Linked DNA regions of Mus musculus: region 1 is linked to region 2. The links are chromatin contacts, called in public HiChIP or PLAC-seq maps. All regions are on one chromosome and are shown on one strand. The core of a region is the stretch at or near the end of the contact, and the rest is flanking DNA. Distances in the headings are between cores, read along the strand shown.

Region 1 (7,259 bases), core at 974-3,473, 100 kb before region 2:
TTCCCTCCTCCTGAGAGGTCTTTCCTTCTCAGATGGTTCCTCTTGTTCCCGTGAGTTTTACTTTAAGTCTGGATTCCACATATGGGGGAGAAGGTGTGCTGTTTATCTTTCTGTGTCTGTCTGGTTTCACCTAACAGGTTGGTGGCCAGTTTCATCCATTTTCCTGAAAATGAGGCAATTTAATACTTTATGTCTGGTCCGAAAACACAAGGATAGAGATGCAAAGGAGGCACAAGCCATGGATGAATTTAGTGCTGTGTGGCCATAGGAAGGGTCAAAGAAACAAAACAGAGGACATGGAAGCACGATGCCACCCACCACACCTCTGGGAAAGTAGCCCTTGTAGATAAGCGAGTGGTTCCGGGGCCCACAGTGGGATCATGGCTTCTCCTTTTCAACGTTATCTGCATGTGGGGTCTATTTTGTTCTCCAATAGTTAGTTAACTATCAATAAGTACTGAGAACAAACAAATCTGCCAAATGCATTTGCAAAAAAATAATCAGTACGCGAGTGTGTACGTGTGTACGTGTGCGTGTGCGGTGCGTGCGTGCGTGCGTGCGTGCGTGCGTGTGTGTGTGTGTGTGTGTGTGTGTGTGTGTGTGAAATGAAAAACTAAACCTAAGGTTGGAATAGAAAAACTTTAAAATGAGTTAAAATATCATAAATTTTGGTTAGAAATGATCACACAGGAAAAAAAAAGGTCTGACATGAAAATTGGTTTGGGACTATGATTGAAGGAGTAAGAAGACAATGTGGTGAGTATGTGTGTGAGTGCACACAGGTGTGCATGTGTGTGTGTACATGTGTGTATGTGTGTGCATGTTTCTGTGAGTGTTTGTGGGTTCATGTGTGTATGTATGTGTGTGTATATGTATGTATATGTGTGTCTGTGTGTGTTCCTTTGTGTGCATGTGTATATGTGCATGTGTCTGTACATATGTATAGTGTGTATGTATGCATATATGTATGTACATGTGTGTGTGTATGTGTTATGTTAGCTCCTGAACAGATAGCTGAGTTTATGTGGAGTGAGAAACACCAACCAGAGGTGCCCACAGAGCGATCATGGCAGTACTATGAGCTGTGGGATAATGAGGAATTTTCAACTATTTTCCAAAAAATTATTTAATTTGTATTCACCCAAACATGCATTGCTATAGTAATAAAAAATAGATACTATTTACTAAAGCAAAATAACTTATGTGTTTAAGCAGCAAGAGTCTGTGTACTTTGTGTAGGAAGGGGGTCTCTTTCACTGCCCATTTGTGTCAGATGACTTGCAATTCAGCGAACACAGAGTTCTTTCTAACACACAGGACACCTCCCCAGTGCTTTAGACAGCATCCCTGCACAGGATTTGTCCTCAATGTTCTCTGCCCATTTCTGTGGGTCTGACTTGAGACTAGTCATGGCTTCCTAGGGTCTCGGCTTCGTATATTATTTCTCAGGGCTCAGAAGATGCTGCACAGACGCCTGTGTTCCAGGTGCTTCAGGTATGGGCTGAAGTCCGGAAGATTATGAACGCTCATATTCTCTTGCTGGGGGGAAAGCAGCTGGCAGTATACTCACATCGAGTTCTAGAAATGCCAGAGGGGTGTGGGCCTTACCTAGACCTAACTCTCTTGGCCTGTCCCATGCTGTCTTCGGTTTACTATGGGGGCTTCACCAAGCATAGTCCAGTGTGCGAGCTTTCTGAGCCTCTCACAGTCCAGAAACCCATCGGCTGGGAAGATGGGCAGTGTTTTCCTTCAGGTTCCAGACATAGAGGTTGAAAGTACATTCTCAAACGTCAGGCTTGCATGCTCGTACTGCACTGCAATGCTATCCAAGCAGTCTAGCCCGAGGGCCAATGCCGACCAGAGGGGAGGCTGGGGAGGCAAGCCAAAGGCCCTTCTTGGGTATTCTGTGTATTTTAGCTTGCTTCCTAGCAGGTGGGCAGTGGGGCTGTAGATGTGCTGAAGGATGTGGAGAGGGAACAAACCCCTTCGAGTTCCCATGGCGTTGGCTGTTGAGGACCGGGCTTGGATTCCTTTTCCTTTACAAAACAAATGTTCACCCCACAGTGTCATTGTCCTGGTTCCCAGCTCTTTCCAAAGCCTTCAAAGTCACATTTCGTGCAGTGGCCTTGCCCCCGTGAGGAATCTGGGTCTGTTCTCTTTCTCTTGAGAACATTGCAATGGTAGGATTCTGAGGCACTTGTTTTCTTGTCACGTTCATACCCATGACATCATCTGAGCACAAAGAGGCCTTGTTTGTATGCCAACACAGAGCTGCGGATGCCCACAGCGGTTAGGCTTGGTGGTAGACTTGGAATTAGAGAGCAAAGGGCACATCCACTAACTAACTGCCCAGTGGTGGGTGGGAATTAGGACCCCAGAAGAGGCTGCCACAGAGGTAAGCAGCCCAGAAGTTCTCCTGTGGAAGATGATGCAGGCTGCCAGAAAGCAAACCCAGGAACCATCCTGGCTACACTAACAAGTACAGAAATTCTGACCTAAAAGCAACAACTAATATCCCACTGCGTGACTTCAAATCACATATTTTTTTAAGCAGCAAATTTTAGAAATGTGTCAACAAAAATTCGCCATACCAACCTATTTAAAGAGGAAAATACACCACGCTAACACATTTTAAAAGGACATTTGATAAAAGTTTAGGAGTTCTTAAAAATAACACATTTAAGCAAATCAGAATTAGGAAGAAATAATTTAAATTTGTAAGAGACAATTATTACAAACCAGCAAACCCAGAAGATATTATTGTAAATGGTAAAAGGCTAAATTCATTCCCACTAAAATTATGAACAAGACAAAGGTAATTACTGTCACAATTATCTGATATTTCAGAGGATAAGAAAAGGAAATAATAATTAAAAGGCTGATAAAGAAGAGACAAAATTATTCTTTTTGGCTGTTGATTTGAGTATAAATCTGTAAGATTCAAAATAGTCCAATTTAAAAAGTTATTGCGTTTAATAAATTTGGTAAAGTAATTAGCTGTGACACACGTCCCAATCAATATCTTTCTGTAGCTAGTAGTAACTAGCTAGAAATTAAAATAAGCAAAGCAACCATTCTGTTACACAGTAAAGGCAGTTAACATAAAATATCCATAAATTCAGTTAATCACAAGACCAACTGGGTTGTCAGGAAAGATAACAGACACTTAAAGAAATGAAATAATATCTTCACAAAACAGAAAAATTATTTTTGTATAAAGTTAAAGGTTATTAAAGTGCTGCCCGCCCCAAATTCACAAGCATAATTTTGAAAGCCAATGAAAAAAAAAGCTTTCCCACTCTTGGAAGAATGATTTTTGAAGAATGACAAGGAATGAGCTGAGAGGTGCAAGCCAGACACAGCACAGATACATGCTCTAAAGCCACTGAAATCCAATCAGTATGGCTCTGGGCTACAGGCGACTAGGTCGTCAGAAGCGAATTGAAATCTGACAGGAGAGCCCAGTGTATTGTGGGAGCTTGACAAAGCAGAGCTTAAACTCAGTGAAAAGTGATATCCTATTCTAGAAAAGGCTCTAAAACCCTGACTGCTGCTCTAGGGTAAAATCAGGTTGGTCTCTATCCCACATGATGTGCACATAACTAAATGGGTTGGTGGTGTAAAAGTCGGGGCTGGAACAGGACAGGAGAGAAGTTATGGTAGAAATCGTATGGTTTGGGGTTTTTGCAAGCATGGCAGTGACTTGCAAAAGTCACTTGCAAGCCTGCTTGACTATTCCAAAACCAGGATACCTTTCAGAAAGCTGACAGCAAATGTAGTCAACTAACAGATGAAAAACTGAGAGAAACAGTGTTGCACCAGGAACTCAGAGGTTAAATTCAAAGGGAGGGTAAGGGTCTAATCTGACAAACAGGCAAGGGGCATTTACAAGTGGATGGTATGTAGGCCAGCCAAGCGAAGCCATGCAAAGAACACCTATGACACAGGTCAGCCAAACCCTCATTGTCCACAAGACTTTGCAAAGCTGCCAGAGCTTCACCGCAGGCCGGGGGATGAACAGCTCTTGTTCCACCCGGCACCCTAGAAGTCAGAAAAGCCATCTGGAACAAAGGCAGTCTGTACTGCCACTGGCTCTCAGTGGCAAAGGGTATGTTTTATTCTTCAAAACATATCTAGTAATTTCAGATAATACATGTTTGTGTGAGAATACATGTGCGTGGTGTGTGTGTGTGTGTTTATAATGAGTATTTGTGTCCATGTGCAGAGGACATAGAAATAGGTCTCTCCCTGGCCATGAAGTTTGCCATTTGGGAGGGCTAGGATGGCTGGTCAGCAAGTCCCAGCAAGCCTCTTGTCTCTACCTTTCTTTCTCTGGCTCTGGAGTTACATGCGTATGTCACCATGTTCTGCTTTTCCATTGGTATTAGAAGATATGAATTCAGGCCCTCATGACTGCAGCAAACACAATTACCCATGAGCCATCACCCAACCCAACTTTTGTTAGCATGCAGCATGCTCCTGTCTCTCAAACAAAGCAATGTGTCTTCAGAAATCCAGACTGTAAGACTGTACGTGAATGTGACTGAGGCCACAGTATCATCCATACCTACCAACATCAAACTCAATGCAAGGACCAGTCAGTATTCAAATGGGTGAAGCCATGGCACACTTTGACAATGAAGCCCTGGAGTGATCTTTACCCAGTGACTTGGATGTGATCTCATTATGCGCCATCAAGGCTGGAGCTTAGAAACATGTAATACATGACTTCTTATAGAAGAAACTGTAGTGGGTTGTGGTATGTGCCCCAGATAGGTAGATGGAAGTTTTAACTGTAAGGACCTATGAATGGGAACTCATTTGGAAATAGGATCTCTAAGAAGCTATGTAAGTCAAGAATCTCAAGGTGAGATCCTCCTAGAGTCAAGGTGGTCCCTGAATCCAACTCCTGGCATCCTCATAGAGAAAGGGCGTGTCTGTAAATAGGAAGAGAGAAGCAGCAATCGTAGGGACGCTTTGAAAGCAAAGGGCACCAAGGGTAACTGGCCACACCCAGAACTTGCAGGCCAAGCAAGAAGGTGGATCCTCTGTCAGAGGTCCTAGGACGTGGCCATGCTCAGGTCTTTAGGTATCAGGCTTCGTGTACTAGGGGAGGAGACTTCCTGTTGTTTTGATCTCCCTGGTAATTGGCTGTGGTGGTGCTAAATCACCAAAGCTACACCATGATACCCATATTCAACAAAAAATGCTAATAATGCAAGATGAAACTCTACCTGAGCCTTTGCATACATCAAGCTTCTAGATCTTGTAAGCCTTCAGACCTTTTACTCCATGGCATCCTTCTCATTCCATATCTGTTGAATGATGAAAGTAAGAAGAAAAATGTCACGGAAGCATGAGCTAATTAGAAGCTATCAGTTAAGTAGAGCCCAGTTGTGTTTGGAATCCTTGAGTCTTGATAACCAGTCAGTTCCAGAAAGCCGAGGGTTCCCACTCTTTCCAGACTGAGGGCCTTCTGCTCAGAAAGAATATTTATTATTTTTTGTTTGTTTGTTTGTTTTCATAATAATTTTGCTTTTTCTTTTCTTTTTTTTAAATATTTTTTTTATTACGTATTTTCCTCAATTACATTTCCAATGCTATATTTGTTTTGTTTTGCTTTGCTTTGTTTGTTTGGTTTTGGCGTAACACGATAAATTTTTTTTTAACTCCAACTCTTTTTTTCTGATTCCTACGTAATGATACTGTCCTTCAAGTGTCGTTTGAGAGGAAAAGAATTATGATTGTAAAAATTCTGTGAAAATTTAGCAGTACATGTATGCAATGTGCCTTTTAGTAATGTCAGTATTACATCTTCTAAAGTGTAGTTCAGAGTATGACTACCAGATAGGGTAATGAGGACTGGCTTTGGCCTCTCATTCAAACAAGTAGCAATACCAGGAGCAATATGTAAGTAATAGTAGTTTTCAAAATACCTAACATGAAGCAGCAAGGGGTAGAGATCCATGAGAGATGGAAACAAATGACACAAGCTCCATGATTTATCTTCAGAAGATACTGTTAGGAGAGAGAGGAGATAAGCTGCACATAGGAGGGAAATTTCTTGTAAGGCTCATATCTGATTAAAGATTTATACCTAGAATATATTAAGAATGCTCCACACTCAATGACGAGAAAACGACCCAATTTAAAACTGAGCCAAAATGTGAGCAGAGGCTCCATTACAGAAGATGACGAGCACACAAAAGGCACTGGTGCTCTCAATGGTTAGCGCAAAACAAATTAAACCATGCATCTTGGTGACAGGGCAGAAACCCAACCATGAAATTCTGTGGTGTTCTAAAAAGTCTGCGCTTGGACAGTGACCTGTCACAGGAAGTCAGGGTGGAGTGTTTACAATTGCAGTATGATGTTCAAAAAGTGTCAGGTTTGGGGCATTATGGGCTCCAGATTTTCAGACTAGGGATGTTAATATTTAATGTACAACATCCGAGCCATAGTGTCTGGCCCACTCTTTCATCATGAGGAGTTTGCTGAAATCTAGCAGGCCATGTTCTTTCCCTGGCACCAAGGCAGCATTTGAAATTAGATGTTAAGCCGTTAGATATTAGCAGATGATATTCTCAGCAGGGAGTCAGGTTTGAACCAACTCCAGGCTCTATCACTGTCCAGCAGTGCATGCTGGGAAAATTTCCTACCTTCTGAAGCCTGGGTTTCCTCACCTGAAAACAACCATAACTATGATTCTCCTGAAAGAGAATGAGACTGTCTCTGCAAACACTGGGAACAGAGGCAGATGTAGAGTCTGTGAGAAACTGATTTTACTGTTTGTGGGAGATCCCTGGCTATGCTCCACTCCCTGAAAGTTGGGTCTACAGCATAATTCCTGAGACTGATGGATGGAAGAATGATTGAGCAAATGACATCAGTAGATTGTCCTTTTTTTTCATGATGTTTCATTCCCCCCCCTTTTTTAAATCAGATCAAACTATCTAGTAATGAACTATAGAAATGATCCTTAAAAATATACTCTTGGATCAAGCTATCTAAATAGCAAGATGTTCCACTCACCTGGACTCCTATAGAAACCATGGGGGGCTTGATAAACAGGCAGATGAATGCGTCAAGTTTGCTGCTTAATTAGCTCAGCCAGCCAGGGCACCCCATATGAACGCCTCATCCCTGGGATGCCAGGGATGAGAACCACTTTAAGCAGTGTTGATATTGTTATATATAATCAAGGGACAGTTTATTCTCTTCCTTTTTGAGCAAAGTTTTTTTTTTTTTGTTTTTGTTTT
Region 2 (7,090 bases), core at 1,040-3,539:
TAGATAGAGAGGAACAGGAGAGGGAAGGATGGGGACTAAGGGGAGAGGAGGAAGATATGCAACTGAATACACAGGTATAGGTGAAGTAGCAATATACACAACCATGGGGCCCTGAATTCAACCCTAGCAGCCATGTAAAAAACTGGCTGTGTGAAGGATGATTCTAATCTTAGCAATGGAGAGGTAGAAAATGGCCTATCCCTGGGGCTTACTGACCATCCTCTGTAACTGGACTAAGTCCCACTGAGCTATCTTGTCTTGAAGAACAACGTAGGTAGCTCTTGAAAATACTGTAGGTCTGCCTCTGGCTTCCACACGAACATGCATACACACGCACCTAAACATGCATCAACATGTATGAATACACACGTTGAATACACATATGCCAAGAGATGGGGAGGAAGAAAGTAAAATTATTTCAACATCTAGAAGGGAGGGAAAGGATTGAGCCCCATCAGAGGGCATTGCATGAAGATTGCAGCTGATGTACAAGTTCAATAGGAGAGGCATTAGATTACACAGTATTCTAAGATGGACACTTCCCATCTCCACATCTCCCTGCTTCAGACCTGCCTACAAGCTGGTGCCCCCTCAGAACACCAGCTGCCTCCTTTTTTTCTTTCCAATAATTTCCAGTTAGTGGCACCTCCAGACAGACTGTTGACTTCTGGAACATTTTATTCTGTGCATTTAGTATTTGAACCTTTCAAGGACACAGAGTCTCATATGTCTGGGCCACCCTTTGGAGACAGGATGCTTTCTCCACAGCTGATTAGCTATTTGGGAAGGAAGGAAGGAAAGGGTCACTGCCTGTGGCCAAAGATTCAGGAGGTAGATCAGGTGGCAGATGACATCAAGAAGGTGCCTGCAAAGCAGACTGGAACATGTGGTTCAGGGAATGCAGAGTGGACAGTCTGACTTTTCACCTAACAGCTCTGGCTTGGAAGGAATCAATAGTGATTCAAGTTGCTTTACCCAACTCTTGAGGAATGTAGGGGAGGCGTACTAGAAATGACATGTTTCTGATCTTTTGGAAGGTTTAAAGTAAGACTGTGTCCCCTGAGGGAGAAAATCCTGGGATTTCTGATGTCACCGTCTTTGTAGCGTTAGTGGCAATGGATGAGGAGACACAGCAGACACCTTTGGAACTGGTTTCTGCAGCCAGGTTACAGTAGAGCTGGCATTCTGGACATCCGAGCACACATGGTAGTATTCTCTCTTCGCAGAGATGAAAGCCCCTTTAAAGCTCTCCTCTCTCCTTCCCTTCTGAGGATAGGGCGGAGTTCTGATGGAGCTGCCTCTAAATGTTGGGATTGGATGCAGTTTTGCAAGTAGGACCCTAGTTCCTGTGGCAACTTCTTTACTCTTCTGTTGTCCGTTGGCTCATCCATCTCTTGTGCTGCCTCAAGCAGAGGTCTGGACTGTTTTGAAGCTTTGAAAGTGAAAGAGTACACTTTGCTCCTCAAAGGCTTCTGCTGTGTCTCACTTGCGGGTCCCGTCATTTTTTTTTTTTTTTTTTTTTTTTTTTTTTTTTATCCCTCATTTGCTTCAGTCTTTTCTCATCCAGCATGGACACCGAGCAGGGCCAAACTGGCTCTGTTCCCTTCTCATTCTTGCCCTTGCTTTCAAGCCTCTTTTACTTTTTATGCCAAAAAGAAAGAAAAGAGAAAAGAAGACCGTGTAGGAGGCTGGCATTGCCATGGCAACAACACTGATGGGGGCCTTTGGATTTGAGCTGCACTTGCAGGGAAGTACTGGCCTCAAAGAAGCTAAAAGGAAGAGGAAGCGGGGAGGGCAGGAGGGAGGGAAGAAGGGAGGGAGGGAGAAAGAGATGGAGGGAGGGAGGGAGAGAGGTAGGGAGGGAGGGAGGGAGGGAGAGAGAGAGAGAGAGAGAGAGAGAGAGAGAGAGAGAGAGAGAGAGAGAGGAAAAGAAAAGGAGAGAAAGTCAGACAACAACGGAGGAAGTGGGTAGCAAGTAAGGGTGGCCTAGCAAAACCCTAGATGCATTTGCGGTGACATCACTGCCTTTCCCACAGAGACCATTGACACCGGACGAAGCGTCCATTCAAGTCCCCAAAGCCACTCTCCAGGTCTGGTGGGGGAGCCCCCACTCTCACCCTGAATGCTTTTTTTGTTGGGGAACAGTGGAGCGTTTCTGAAAACTTGCATAAATGACTGAGGAATTCCCTGCCCTTGCCAGGAAGTCCAAGCCACTTGTGAGCTAACAATACGGAACTTTATCTCCTGTCCTATGCTGGAAGTTCCAGCTGTAGGCTCCGAATTCTAATAAGGGCTTTACTCATGCCGCTGAGGTTAGGGTAATATTTTATCCATCTCCTCTTTTCACTGAGACGCAGTCATTGCTGCTGTTGAGAGCCAGAGGCAAGTCCTGAGGACTGAGGTGGATTGGGGTACTAGTGGGGAGGGTGGATCATGGAGCAACTAAGAGGAAGGAAGTCAGAAAATGGTTTTTCTATTATTAGCTTGATGGGCCCACTTGCTGCTTGTGGGACTCTACACTGACAGGGTGAAGAGAAAAAGTTCACAGTGACTAAGGACCCCTGAACTAGAAATATTACTTTAGGACAGGGTCCACTTTTGGAAGAGTGCTCAGTTGTCTCCACATTCGCAAAAAGCGCAGAGGCAAAGACAGATGGCATGCCCAGCATTAGAATGCCTGCGCCTGCTCTGTTAGCTTCCGTCTCTGTGTCTGTAGGAAAATGCCTGTTTATTGTTTAGTGCTTTCCTGTTCCAGATTTGCCAATTCAGCTTTGAAAAGAAGGCTGGCTTTGGGCTAAGTAGGTGTTAAATCCCTGCCATGTAAGTTCTTAGAATATCCCCTGAAAGAGCCAGTAGGTTGGGTCAAGTATGTCCCCAGGGAAGCCCGGAAAGATGTTTTCTAGTAGCTGGATAAAGTGGTGACATTTTAAAGAATGCACAACATGGCAGGTGTTTATTGTCACAAACCCTGTTTCAGTTAATTTTCAAGGGACTCCCCAGGGATGTCTATTCCCAGCCCCTTTGAATATGGCTGCGTCCTGGTGCTCACACTTCTGCCTTTGTTAAAGTCTGACCTCAGGTCTTCCAGGAGCTTAGATCCTGCTGCACAGAACATGAAAGATGGACCCGTCAAGGAGAAGAGAGGAATCTTCTGGGGAGTATGGGGGAGCAGAGCATGTGACCCCTGTGCAGCTGCTTCCTCTTAGAGTTTTCACCCATGAATCACACATTCAACTTCCCGGAAGACGCAGGACGGCCCGACCTACAGAGCAGTATGTAAGAAGAGAAGTAACCAGATTCTACCTGCACTCTTGCCAACCCTAGAAGTTGCTAGGTTCAGGGCTAGGGTCTGCTGGGAAGGCTCAGGAAGACAGGATGGCATGGACAAGGCCATCTCCCCAGAAGCCCTTCTTTCCTGCTGTTTGGAACACTGGCCTCAGGGAAGGGATTGAGACTTGAACACCATTGGGGGCTGTGGCCTCTGAGATGCTACTTTCTCATGTTGTGGATAGTATGAATAAGGGGATCTGGTGCCCACCAGGGGCATGCCAGAGAGGAAAGAAAGAAACAGGAGCAATGGAGATGAGAGTAGGGTGTGTACCAATATGTCTCTCCCACCTTGAGAACCACTAAGAAAACCACCCAGAGGACAACAGATGGATAGAAAACTACATTTTAAGCAGGAACCTTGCCCCGTTGAGGAAGGAGAATAGAAAACACAAATTGTGCTCTGCGAGCCCATCTGGAGAAAACAGAATACTGGAATTAGCACATAGAAACTGATAAAGTGAAAAGAAGCTACGAGGGTTGGAGAAATGGCTCAGAGGTTATGAAAATGTGCTACACTTCAGAGAACCCAAGTTCAAGTCCCAGCCCCTACATCAGGCAACTCTTAATCTCCTGGAACTCTGGCTTCAAGGAAATCAAACATCTCTGCCCTCTGTAGGCACCTAAAACCCCTGTGCACACAACCAGAGACACACGCTTACACATTAGTAAATATAGTTCAAAAGAAAACAAAACAACCTGAGAAACAGAAATGAGCTGTGATTAACAATGAGAACTTAATTGAAGAGATTCAAGGAAGCATCTAAAGACGTGAAAAGACATGGAAAGGAAGCAATTGGGACAAAAAGCTAGAAGTTGAAAGAGGAAGCGGTGATTGTGTACACAGTGTGATTCCAGAAAGGGTGGGGTCCAGTGTGGCAAGAGAGGCAAGAGTTTGTGGTTAGCCTGAGCTACACAGCAAGAGACAGAAGCCTAATCTTCCTCAAACAATAGAAGGAAACAAAATATCAAAGTAGAAACAGAAACAGAACAACCAAGAATGGTCAATGACAGGAAGGGTAGGAAGAGGTGACAGAATGACAGAATGGTAGAGACAGTGCTAGATTATGTTAGTAAGGAGAAAGTGTTCTTAAAATGTGAATAGAAAAAAGTGTTAGTTAATTTAAACATAGAAAACATGGATAAGATTTTACAAAACAAAAGAATAAAGAGCGCCTGAGACCAGGGAGAGCCAAGAAAATCCTAGGTGAGCATCCGCACACATTGATTCAGATAGCTTCAATGAGCATCTGTGCACGTCTATGCCGGAAACTTAGATGAGCACGCGAGCACATGGATGCAGGTAGCGTCAATGAGCATCCATGCACCTTGATGTGGGTAACTTTGGAAAGCCTGAGGATCATTTCCCAGTCCAGTGAAGTTTACTAGAATGACCCCTAATAGATATAACATATTTAGACAGGTTCTGCAGGAGAAATAGAAATGTGTGCCAGGTGCCACTCCTTAGAGAATACAGAGTCCGAGGGGATGTTGTGCACATGGAAGTGCTGTTCCAGGAAACAGATGCAAGGGCATGTCCAGATCAGTTTTAGGAGGCCTGAGTCATGTCCACAGACAATGGGGGACCCTCAAGAGATGGTGGATCAAGCCCATTTGTCAGCACTGATGGGAAAATCCAAAGTCACTCACTGTGAAAATTTGATTCATATTAGAAAAGAATATTTATTCATTTATTCATTCATTTATTGATTGATTTTTGAGATAGGTTCTCTATGTGTAGACCATACTGGCCTTCAACTTGACCCAGTCCCCCTATCCTCTGCCTCTTGAGTGCTGGGATTATAGGTGTATTCATTCCACCATGGCTGATCAGGAATATTGATATATCATAGTTAGATCTAAGGAAAAGAATCATATAACTATCCCTAAAACTATGGAAAATAGTCACAAAGTCTCTTCCGTTCTTTATAAAATATCTTGCAAAAATAGGGCTGGGAATCTAAATCTCTAATATATTAGAATATATATTATTTATATAAATACCTTGTATATCTTTGTATGAAGGGAAGCAGAGTTGTGAACACGGACAGTCCAAACACACAGCAGGTCAAGGACAGTGATTTTCATGCCAGACTGAGAGGCATCACATGATCCCAACAAACAGGAATGGGGAGGAAGACAGAAGGATAAGAAACCTCTTGGGCTTAGCTAATGCACGTCCTAATTTTAATTCCAGAATCAGTCCTAATTGGGATGCACTAAAGCCATTCCTTTGAAATGATCCCCACTGACTTACTACATTTAACATTGTTCTAGAAGTATTGGCCAATGCTACTGGATCAGAGTAAAGAATTAATGGCAACATGGCTAGAGAACAATATAATTATCTCAGCTGACAAAATAAAATACCAAGAACTCCCTGCAAAGAACTAATCGTAAAACTCATCTAATTGAAAAAGAGTAATCAATTGCTAGAATATAGAATTAACATATAAAAATCAATAGCCTTTATATTCACAAATGGCCTATCAGCACGCATAAAAAATGAGAACAGCCCCAATAGCTGTGGCATTATAAGGTAAAATATATAAGAGTAAACTAAAAAATAATGGCTTAAAATCAATTACAACCCATTGCTACACCCAGAAAGACTTAGCGGGATACAAGTGTTGTACTGTCATCTTCATGACAGCTTCCTCCAGGATCATCTCTGAGTTTAGTGCAACATGTGTGCACACAGATATACACAAACACACAAACACACATATACACAGATATATACACACACACAAATGCACACATATACACACGTACACGCAGACATATATACACACACACACAAATACAAATACAAACACACATATACACAGATATACACACACACACAAATGTACACATATACACACGTACATGCAGACATACACACACACCACATACACATACACACAAATGTGCATAAGATACACTCATTTTTCACAAAGCCAGGTAGCTGGATGCTGAAGTTTACTGGGAAAGGAAGATAAAAGATCCAATAAAATATAAATCTTCTGTAAGAACCCCAAGTGCATTTAAGGACCGGAGGAATAAAAAAATTAAAGGTTTAGGAAGAACTCCAAGTACACATTGAAAGTTTAGACTGGATTGGTGAGATGGTTTAGAGGGTAAAGGTGTCTCCTGCCATGTGATTCTGCCACATGGTGTAAGCCCAAGGGCCACCTTTGATGCTTATACTCAAAACCCACATACAGCTTTGATCAATGCAAGCCTCATGTCCTGAGCCCAATCCCCAGAACCTACATGGTAGAGAGTTCCAACTCCACAAAGCTGTCCTCTGATGCCCTCATGTGTGCTATTGCAAGCCCACTTGTATAATATCTAGATACACAGTACTAGTAAATAAAAAATTAAAAAATCAGTATAATACAAAAGTGATATGAAAACACACACACTACCTCTTTGGAACACAACACTTTTACAATAAGTGATATTCAAATAACTTGTCAGCCTTCTTGGGAAAAAAAAACCAGTATCAGGTATATTTCTATCCTGAAAAAAAATCTGAAAAGAATCCAAAGTCCAGATTAATGTTTAAAAAAGTGATATTGTCATACTTTGAAAACTGACTCTGTACATCTGTGTGTTGTGTAAAGTCAAAAGGCAAACGATACCCCAAGAAAGTGTAGATGACCAATTACACACCTAATATACAAAGAACTTCTGTATAATAGAGGAACAAAATCAAATATTTATACCATTAGATGCACATCACTCATTCGTGATGGAAAAATCACAAAAGACATGT

The links. HiChIP or PLAC-seq counts read pairs in DNA pulled down with a chosen protein or histone mark.
Region 1: an H3K4me3 HiChIP or PLAC-seq map of embryonic basal ganglia shows a contact between it and region 2, with 2.8 times the contacts expected there. The contact joins the enhancer-like site here to the promoter of 4930452A19Rik in region 2. A contact is called at or near these places in 14 of 484 Hi-C or Micro-C datasets (the C2C12 cell line, cortical glia, embryonic fibroblasts and 8 more) and 7 of 115 datasets of contacts at active chromatin or transcription factors (bone marrow-derived macrophages, embryonic basal ganglia, embryonic midbrain and 4 more).

What each region holds. Positions count from the first base shown.
Region 1 is chr17:9,874,710-9,881,968 of GRCm38.p6, reverse strand. All of the region lies in intron 1 of Gm34799 (a long non-coding RNA gene), which reads left to right. Among named protein-coding and RNA genes, the nearest start is that of Gm34799, 28 kb to the left of the region's middle. Within about 2 kb of position 2,223, at least 52 of the 459 cell types and tissues checked have an H3K27ac peak or open chromatin away from gene starts, as enhancers often do. A contact at or near this core is called in embryonic basal ganglia, forebrain, neural progenitor cells and 3 more, where this site is marked.
Region 2 is chr17:9,771,065-9,778,154 of GRCm38.p6, reverse strand. 4930452A19Rik (RIKEN cDNA 4930452A19 gene) reads left to right here and starts at 2,289. Exons shown (of 4, transcript NR_045433.1): 1 at 2,289-2,312; 2 at 3,069-3,276.